Regions from separate parts of the Capra hircus genome. Here region 2 is linked to region 1. A link is a contact called in public Hi-C data. All regions are on one chromosome and are shown on one strand. The core of a region is the stretch at or near the end of the contact, and the rest is flanking DNA. Distances in the headings are between cores, read along the strand shown. Region 1 has its middle 24 kb from the start of TRNAG-CCC. Region 2 has its middle 18 kb from the start of HTR3A.

The links. A called contact is a pair of places that touch in the nucleus more often than the background predicts.
Region 2: a Hi-C map of liver shows a contact between it and region 1, with 5 times the contacts expected there. The contact joins two enhancer-like sites. A contact is called at or near these places in 2 of 5 Hi-C or Micro-C datasets (blood and liver).

Annotation. Positions count from the first base shown.
Region 1 is chr15:57,549,409-57,554,262 of ARS1.2, reverse strand. No RefSeq gene overlaps it. Among named protein-coding and RNA genes, the nearest start is that of TRNAG-CCC, 24 kb to the right of the region's middle. Within about 2 kb of position 3,217, at least 2 of the 5 cell types and tissues checked have an H3K27ac peak or open chromatin away from gene starts, as enhancers often do.
Region 2 is chr15:57,822,369-57,827,649 of ARS1.2, reverse strand. No RefSeq gene overlaps it. Among named protein-coding and RNA genes, the nearest start is that of HTR3A, 18 kb to the left of the region's middle. Within about 2 kb of position 1,944, at least 1 of the 5 cell types and tissues checked has an H3K27ac peak or open chromatin away from gene starts, as enhancers often do.

The sequences.
Region 1 (4,854 bases), core at 1,968-4,467:
GGTCTGCCTGCTTTACGTGCTCTTTGACCCAGATATGATCTCATGGAGAGAGAGGGGCCCTGGCCGTGGCCAGCCTGAAAACGCTCCCTGGCCTGACTCAACCCCCCCCTTCCCCCACCGTCCCGCCGCCCCAGCCTCCCTCTCCAGGGCAGGGGACTGGCCGCCCGCCTGCCTGTGGCCAGCCCAGGTGCAGCTGCCCTCAGCTCCAGCCTTCAGCCCAGGGCCACCTCCTCCAGGACTGGGCTTGCCCAGAGGATGCTCTGCTGGGCTCAGAGGAGGGGCTGGGCTGCTGGCAGGGCGGGGCAGGGGTTCCATTCTTCCTGACTGTGTCTCCGGGGACATTAGGTGGGAGGCTGCCCCTCCCCGCACACAGGCACACTATCCCTTCTTGGATGAGGCTGTTGGAGTTCTGGTGGGTTCTGGGGTCACACGGATCAACCTTAATGGCTCTCCTTTCAGCCGCTCTGAGGGGGCCCCTCCTGCAAGAGGTCGGAGCACCAAGCAGCAGAGCCAGCAGAGGCTTGCTGAAGACTCAGGTTGTGGCGGGGGAGCAGACAGAGCTGTCCAGCTGAGTCCGAGGCCAGGGCGTTCCCCACCCAGGTCTACACTGCTGGGGCTTCTGCCTGGCCTCTCCAGGGCCCCTCGTCCCCACCAGGAAGGCAGGGAACTGAGGAGTACTGACCCCACGTGCTCTTCCTCTCTCCGTCCACCCTTGAGTTTGCAGCGGCCAGATGGATTTCCCGAAAATGCAAACAGCATCACGTCACTCCTTTGATTAAAGTCCCTCGTTACTCTGCAGATGGAGTTCTGACTCCTTCCTTAACAAGGTTTGCAAGACCCTCCATGAGAGAACTCTGCCAGCCATCCCAGCCTCATCTCAGCATCGCACCCTGCCCTGCCCTTGTCCCCACCTCCCTGGCCCCTGTGCTCCAGACTGCAGAGGGCTTCTGGAAGACACTGAGCTCCATGCCCCGTGGGCCTTTGCTTGTGCCGTGTGCTCTTCTGGGAACTGCATCACGCATACACACACTGGCCTCGATTCGGTCTCGGCTCAGGTCCCGGGCAAACCCTAGTTTCCCAGGAAAGCTCTGCAAGGGGCCGCTGAGATTGGGTTCAGTCACCCCTTCCCTCCCTGGTCCCATTGTCCTCATGCGTTATGATAACTCACTTCCTTAGCTGTCAACGTTGCCCCAATGCTAAGTTCCTTGAGAGGGGGCATTGTGTGTCTTCATATTCCCAGAGCCTGACGCTGTCCGGCATGTAGAAGGCCAGTAAAGCTTTGCTGGATAAACGGATGGGAGAAGGAGGGATGGAGAGACAGCATCAGCGGCTGAGGTCAGAGTGCACACCCATGCCGCCCAGGCACCTCCACGAGCGTGCATGTCACCGCGTGCAGACTTCAGTGGAGGCGACCGTGCCTCCCCTCACACGTGCCCACGTCAGTTCAGAGAGACGCCTGAAGAGTCAGCTCAGCCATGTGCAGGGGAGGAGCAGTCAGCCCAGGACAGCGGCGCATCTCAGCCTGGATATCGCTCTGGGTGCATGTGTACGCATGAGCATGTGGGTGTAGACACCTGGTCCCCAGCCACTGTGGGGAGAGATTATCCCCCAACTCTTGCTGTGGCTCAGACCCAGGCCTGCCATTCCCCGCCTCCCCCCAACCCCAGCCCCTGCCCCTCACGTGGGCTGGCGGGAGGGCAGGCTCTTCTCTGGGCTGTGTTTGCTCTCCGGGGGGCGTCTCAGTGAAAGTGAACTCACTCATTTAAACCTGACTCTGCAGCCTTGCAGCCCCCTGCAGCGCTAATTACCCTGTAGCTCTAAACTGATTGCTGTACACTACGCTTAAGCCCTCCTTTATTTATTTACTGACTACATTAATAGGAAAGCCACTGCTTTCTGCAGCTCACGACTGTACCCGGCTGGCACCCCGTTCCTCTGCCACCACCTCTCCTTGGGGGCAGGGGGTTGGGGGAGGGGTTGGTGATACAGAGATACAGCCTGGAAAGCCCACCCTCTCCTGGAGATCCTGGGGCCACAATGTGAAAATCACAGCCTTCCCCCTCATACTCCCTGACCCAAGCAGGGGGCTGCTTCTCTTTTTCTGGTTCTTCAAAAGAGCAGGAGCACCCAACACCCTGCTTCCCCAGGGGGATCTGCTATTTGGGGGACTCTTGGAAGCCTCCCTTTCTTCATAGCTCCTGTGAGGTGCTGAGTGCTGGCTGCATTTTACGGATGGGTAAACTGAGACTGTAACTCGTGGTAGTGGCCGGTGAAGGTGAGCCTGGAAGCTGAGATCTGTCATTCCATCAGCTCCTTCTCTTCTCTCCGCCAGGCCACCTCTCTAGGTGACACCCTCCCACTCCTGGCCCGATCAACCCAGGTTGGACCATTTCCATTTAGTGATAGGTTTTTCACAGCTTCCACTCCTGTGTTGAATCAAAGCCTTTATCTCCCAGCTTTTTCTGCCTCATTCACATGCCTGCCCAGAATTTGCTGGAAACCTGGGCCCTAGAGCCTTTCCTTCACTCTCAGTAGCCTGTCCCAGGGCAGACCTAAGGCCAGCCTTAGCCAGAGGACCACGTCCCCCCTGCCATTCACACCTGGGTGGGTCTGGAGAGCGAGGCCAGCTGTGGGCTCCTGCAGGGTGGTGTCACCAGGCTGCCTGGCACTGTCTGCTTCACCAAGTGCCCTCAGGCCCCATGAGGCAGAGCTGAGCCCCGGCCTTGGGGCCTGGCAGCCAATGAAGCCCAGATGGGTCCCATCAGGGTGCAGCATATGGCCCCACGGAATCGAGCACCCAGCTCCACTCTGACTGATGTGTGGTGGCTGCTATTCTGGGCTCCCCCCAAGGAACAGGGGCAACTGAGTCCAGGCTGAAAGAATCTAGTGTCCAGAGTCAAGAGGACCTAGCTCTGAGGCCATTCATCGTGTGACCTCGACCGTAACTCCAAGCGACTCTGAGGTTCTCTGTCCTCAGCTGTAAAATGGGGTACAGAAATGCCTGCCCTGTTTACCTTCAGGACATTGCCAACTGAAGCAAGGCATGGGAATCAGCTTTCTAAACACCACGGTGCTATAAAACGAAAGCATAAATTAGTGGGGGAGGAGGGCAGTGGTGCTCATGGCCTGGGCATTCATTTCCAGAGCTAGGGCCCTGCAGCCAGGACCTGGGAGACTTGGGGCGGGTTCCTGGGCTCTCTGGCATCACTGGGACTCTATCACCACCTAGTGGACACTGACTGCAGGTGCCTCTACTGGGCAGGCAGGTCTGGAAAGTGACTGGGAAAGCACATCCCCTTGCAAGGAACTTGGGTTCTTTGGGGGCACCCTGTGCTATACCGAGTCTGAGGTAGGGCTTCCCAGGTTGTGCTAGTAGTGAACAACCCGCCTGCCAATGCAGGAAATACAAGAGACGCGGGTTCGATCCCCAGGTTGGGAAGAACCCCTGGAGGAGGGCATGGCAACCCACTCCAGTGTTCTTGCCTGGAGAATCCCCATGGACAGAGAAGCCTGGCGGGCTACAGTCCATGGACCAGGTTGGGCTTCGTAAGAGGAGAAAGTGGTCCAGTTTTACACCAGAAAGGAAATGCTAAACTACTTGGGAGATGGTGCAGTTGGATTTTCCAGAAGTTCACCCGAGTCGGTATTTCTTCCCTGATCCTTTTTCTCCCGGCTGAGCAACTGGCCTTGTCAAATCCAGCCCCTCCTGTCCCCAAAGGCTGCCATCAGCCAGCCCACACCCCAGGGATCCATGTGGCCTCATCTAACACTGAAGGAAGATCAGCCTCGAGGGGATCCAGCCCCTCAAAAGCTTTGCTGCTGGGAGAGAAGCAGGCAGGCCAGAGGGCTGCACAGGAGCTCAGAGGTCCCCAGCTCCATGCTCGAGAGCCTGAGAGGGGACAGCAAAGGGCAAGGGGCGGTGGGACCAGCTCTTACTTCCTGAGAACCTTCAGAAAGCCTAGGAGAGCCGTCATGGAAGGTTGCTAAGGTCAGTTCCTGCCTCTAAATAGAACCGCCCTTCTCATACAGCGGGTTGACCTGTGCCTGTCCACAGCACCTCTCTGGCTGCTTAATGCCTGAGTTCTCTGGGAGGTAGTGGACTCTCCTTGGACATTTGGGTCTACAGGGTATTTGATTGGAAGTGATCTTAGTGATTTTGCTTCTCTTCTTGACTCTTGGCACCTCTGACCGTCTCAAACGGATTCAACGGAATGGTTTAGAAGACCCTTCCCAACGTGGCTCAGATGGTAAAGCATCTGTCTACGATGTAAGAGACCTGGGTTCAGTCCTTGGGTTGGGAAGATTTCCTGAGGAAGGAAATGGCAACCCACTCCAGTACTCTTGCCTTGAAAATCCCATGGATGGAGGAGCTTGGTGCAGGCTACTGTCCATGGGGTCGCAAAGAGTCGGGCACGACTGAGTGACTTCACTTCACTCCCAACGCTAAACTTCTGAGATTCTATGACTCTTGCCAACTATGACGATCCTCAGAGCAAAGGATACCTCTGGCTCCACATCAGCTGTTAGCGCTTGTTTCTCCCTCCGCCTGGACTGGGTGAGCCTCAGTTTAGAGCGAGCGTCTAGTGACACCAGGTGGTGAGAAGGGGGAAACGCACGTTTGATGGTTGGTCTGATGGGCAGAGAAAGGAACAGGGAAGGGAGGGAGTCAAGAGGAGAGGAGCAGGAACCGGTTGGGGGTTGGACCACACAAGTTAGATTTGATTGATATCCACCTTATTCTCAGAAATCTCTTGCCATTTAGCATTCCTCCTTAACACCAGTTGTCCCAAGTGGCTGCACTTGACCTTTCCCTTCACTCCCCAGAGCACAGCTGAGACCAGCCTGTAACATTTA
Region 2 (5,281 bases), core at 695-3,194, 270 kb before region 1:
ATTGACAAAGTGTCCAACCAAACAGCTAGTAAGACACTCATCAACCTATTGATTCCCCATCTCCCCCTCCCGACTTTCCACCCACAATCAATGGAGCAACAGAGCCCAGCACTGAGGCAGCCAATTAACCACTTAGAGAATGAGCCGCCATGTGTAACATCGTCGGCTCCACTGGCCACAGCCAATCAGCTCATCGATCCAGCAACCAGGCTGTGCTGCCCAGGGAGGGGAAACTGAGGCCCGGGGCCGAGAAGCCCCTGGTTTACTCACTCCTGTCCATCAGTATCGATCTTGGGTGCCGCCCAAGCAGACCTTTCCCCTGCCTGGGATATGAGAACACGTGGAAGCTCCCTCCACCTCTGTCTCTCCCAGAACTTCCCTTTTTCCTTCCTCAGCCACTTCTGCTCCTTCCCTCTTTTTCTGTCCTAGGCAGAGAGAGAAAACCAAAAACTACCCATGTCTTTTCTCTTATCTTTCTATTTTTATTTTTAATTTTTTTTTCTTATTTAAGCCAATTGTCTTTTTTTTAACTTTTAATTTTATATTGCAGTATAGTCAACAATGGTGTGATAGTTTCAGGTGGACAGCAAAGGGACTCAGCCATACATATACATGTATCCATTCTCCCCCAAACTCTTCTCCCATCCAGGCTGCTGCTGCTGCTAAGTCACTTCAGTCATGTCTGAGTCTTTGCGACCCCATGGATGGCAGCCCACCAGGCTCCTCTGTCCATGGGATTTGCCAGGACGTACTGGAGTGGGGTGCCATTGGCTACCGTATAACATTGAGCAGAGTTCCCTGTGCTATTCAGTAGGTCCCTGGTGTTTATCCATTTTTAAATATAGCAGCATGTACATGTCCGTCCCCAAATCCCTAACTGTCTCCTCCCCTGGTAACCACAATGTTCCTTCTCTTAAGTCTGTGAGTCTGTTTCTGTTTTATAAATAAGTTCATTTGTATCATTTCTTTCTAGATTCCACATATAAGTGATATCATATGATATTTGATATCATGATATTTGATATCATATGATATTTCTCATTCTCCACCCAAGTCTTTAAAAACAAGTGCTTCTGAGAAGAGCCCAGTTCTGTTCAGTTCAGTTGCTCAGTTGTGCCCCACTCTGCGACCCCATGGACTGTAGCACGCCAGGCCTCCCTGGCCATCATCAACTCCAGGAGATTACTCAAACTCATGTCCATTGAGTCAGTGATGCCATCCAACCATCTCATCCTCTGTTATCCCCTTCTCCTGCCTTCAGTCTTTCCCAGCAACTCTTTTCAAATGAGTCAGTTCTCTGAATCAGGTGGCCAAAGTATTGGAGTTTCAGCTTCAGCATCAGTCCTTTCAATGAATATTCAGGACTGATTTCCTTTAGGAAGGACTGGTTGGATCTCCTTGCAGTGCAAGGGACTCTCAAAAGTCTCCTTCAACACCACAGTTCAAAAGCATCAGTTCTTGGGCGCTCAGCTTTCTTTATAGTCCAACTCTCACATCCATACATGGCCACTGGAAAAGCCATAGCCTTGACCAGACAGGTTCTCTATAGCTCATCTCCACTGCTCTTCTGCAGCCTTCTCTACTCATCTACCAACAGTCCCAATTCTCACCTCCTTTCCCATCCGCACTGCTTTCCAAACCTGTCATTTCTACTCAGAAGACTGCCTTAAAGGACTTGAAAGCGCCCAGCCTGGGCGACCCAGCCCTGCATAGGGGTCCCAGCTGTGGAGCTCACCGCCCGCATCTCAGCGAGGCTGCCTTTCCCGAGCGGCGGGGTTCATCTGCGTTCCACGACCCCAGCCCCCGCACCCCGCCCCCCCCCCGCAAGAGTGGACATTCCGCAGCTCTGGCGAGGGTCCAGGCGAGCAGCAGAACTCAGAGTCAGGGTTTGGGCTTAGGGGAGATTCCGCTCAGAGACCGGGAAGGAGAGTTGCCTGCTGCGGGGAGGGGGAGGGGGAGGGCGCGCCCCCGGAGAGGTGTGGTTCCGCACTCCGCAGCCACATCCCCGTCCTCCGCGCCCCCTCCCCCCTGCCAGACTCTGAATCAATACATTTTGAATCTAATCTAATAACAGAGATTTAACGAGGGGATAATGCTTGTGGAGCGGCCGGGCGCTTTGTCTCTTCTTGCAAGCGGCAGCTGGGGCCCATTATCTGGGGACAATGCCCCATGCTAATCACTCCCTCTCTCCTCCCGGGGTTTGCAGGGAGGGTGTTGGGCGAGAGAGGGCAGCTCCTCCCCTGATTGGAGGGGAGTAGAGGGGTGGGAGGGGGGAGATGACGTCGAGAAGGGTCTGGCCGGGGCCCCTCTCAATTGTCTTGGCCTGACACCAGCCCAATGGCCTGGTCCCCACACTGTCCATCCCGAGTAGTCAGGGCTGGAGCCCAAACAGCGCACACAAACAGCAGATAATTACCTATCAGCTGCAGTACCAGGGGCTGGGAGTTGGGTGGGTTTTGTTGATTTTTTTTTTCTTTCGTCTAACTTGGTCCTCTATAATTTAAGCTCTCCCATTAAGGCCTGTGATTGGCTGGCCCTGACTGTCACTGGTAGAGAATTAAACCCTGCTTTTAGAAACCAAGAATACCCTTCTCTGAGACAGAAGCCTGTCCACATGCTCTCTCTCTCCTATCTGGGACCTTCTATCTGGACTTGACCTGACGGAAGATGGGTGAAGGTTAGACTGCAGGAGAAACGTCCTGAGAGCCATATTCCTGACGTGCATGGGACTGGGAGCCTGAAAGGGAAGAATGGAAGCTTGTTTCCTAGAAGCCTTTGAAGAGAGACCTTTATGTAGGTTGGGAAGGGGCAAACCAGGGAGAAAACCGCATCATTTTCCTACCAGAGCTCAAGTTGGGAGAGACCCAGAGCTAGGACACCAGAAGTGTGGTCCCCCAATTCCTTTTGCAGTATATTTACTTGGTACAGTATGAGCATGTTGTGTGGAGTGGACTCCCCCACAGTGGAATTTTGGCCCCATCACATGCTCACTGTGAAACCTTGGACAAGCACTTCAGTCCTCCGTGCCTCAATCTTCTCATCTGAAAAATGGGTACACATTAGTACTGGCTCATAGGGTCTGTGGAGAAAGCTGATTTTCACACTCCCAGCTTGGTGCAAAAGCCTAGGGAGGTCGTGAGGCTGGAGTAGAGGGATGTTGAGTGGCATATGGACCCTTCCTTGATCTGCTCACATCACATTCTGAATGGGTGAGAACTTCTCCCATTTCCTTGTTGTCTCCGTTTTAGAAATGGGCAGGAGAAAGTGAGCTGGTCACTCGCTCACTATGAGGCCAGCTCTGTCCACACCAGGCTGAACCCACATCTCTATGTCCTGTTCCTTCCTGTCCCTTTTTCTCCCACTGTTACCCCCTCTGCCTTGCCCTTGAGCACTCCCAGGCTGCTTTGTACAGAGTTCCTTCGTACAACCACAGCTTCAAGTTCTCCGGGAAAGCCTGTGGCTACTGGGCAACACTTGGGTGGATTATCCTGATTCGAGTTGGATATCTTCCCTTCAGTTCCACCTCCTGTGTCCCTGTCTGCAAAGATAACTAGATTCTTGGCAGAAGGACACATCATGAGCATGACATTCGGAATCATAGGAGCGTAGGATTCATTTCCATGTGCCCTGAAGAACCCCCGACTCAAAGCTCAGGAAGAAGTACCATCCTGAAGGCCTGGCGTGAGACTTCAGCCAAGGGCAGCCACAACCCTGTCCTTCTAGACTCTGTCCACAAGGTGGCGGCAAAGTCCAGAAGTTCTATGGAGGGGCCTACGAAACACTTTTTGCCCCCACCTCCCCCCACCTCCCCCCAAATGCCCCATCTCCTTGGGAGTCTCTGAGTCACCTCTTCTCAAGGCAAGCCCCTTCTTTTGGCCAGCACCAAGGATCATGTTTCAGAGAGCTCGGTGCCCTGTTCTGATGCTCTGGGCAGAGGCTGTGCCCATGCTGATCCCTCAGCGGCAGCCTCTTTTGTTTCCGTACTCGGGCCTCAAGCCCACACCAAGCTGCACACCTAGTTTATTTCCCCCTTTCTGCTTGTGTGATGAAGATATCAATGCCTAATGGTGAAAGGAGCCGTTTTAGCTAAAACCGGTACACACACAGGTCCATGGAAGACTCTCCACGTTTCTCTGCTGCTGGTGTCTCTAGGGCCCCAATTCCAGCCCACATCACACATGATCTGAGATGATCCTCGATGGTCCTGGGAAGGGAAAAGTGAGAGTGAGGGGCTGCCCAGAGCAGGAGCCGGGAAGGTGTGGGCGGGGGTGGAGGTCAGTAGTTAGAGAAGGTGTGCCCTTGGAGACACTCATCCAGTGCCTCTGGGGTAAAAACCAGAGATGATGTTGGTCCTGAGCAGAGTTAATGGCATGATTTCTTCGCCCATCCCAGGGCAACAACCACAACTTTTTGCTCTTGCAGCGTGCTGGCTGTATGTATTAGTCTGCCGCTGCTGCGGTAACAAATTACCAATTTATTCATTCATTTCCCCTGTTGATTCTTTTTAAAATTAATTTTTATTGTAATATAGTTGCTTTACAATGCTGTGTTAGTTTCTGCTGTACAGCAAAGTGGATCCCCTACACATGTACATATATCTCTTCTTTTTTGGATTTCCTTTCCATTTAGGTCGCCACAGAGCGCTAGAGTTCCCTGAGCTGTACCATAGGTTCCCATTAGTTATCTAATAGTGTATATATGTCAGCCCCCATCTCCAAATTCATCCCACTCCCTTTCCTCCACTTGGTGTCAATACAGTTATTCTCTATGTCTGTATCGCTGTTTCTGTTTTGCAAATAACAAATGGCCAATTTGAAAACACGAATTCCTTATCTTGCAGTCCAAAGTGGATTGGCAGGGCTCTGCTCTTGCTGGAAGCTCCAGGAGACACTGTGTTTCCTTGCCTTTTCTGTAGTCTAGAGGTTGCCTCTATTCCTTGTCTGATGGCCCCTTCCCCCCGTCTCAAAGCCAGGAGTATAATATCTTTCAGATCTCTCTTTCTTATGTGTCTCTCTCTGTTTTACCTCCTTCTTCACTTATAATGACCTTTGTGAATCTGGTGGGCTCACCCAGATGATCCAGAATTAAGTCCCACCCTCAAGATCTTTAAATTAATCACATCTGCAAAGACCCTTTGACTTGTAATGCAACATAATCACAGGTTCTGGGTGTTAGGGAGAAGTTATCTGGGGAGAGGGGCATCATTCTGCCATTTTTAAAGTCTTTATTGAATCTGTTACAATATTGTTTCTGTTTTATGTTTTGGTTTTATGGCCGAGAA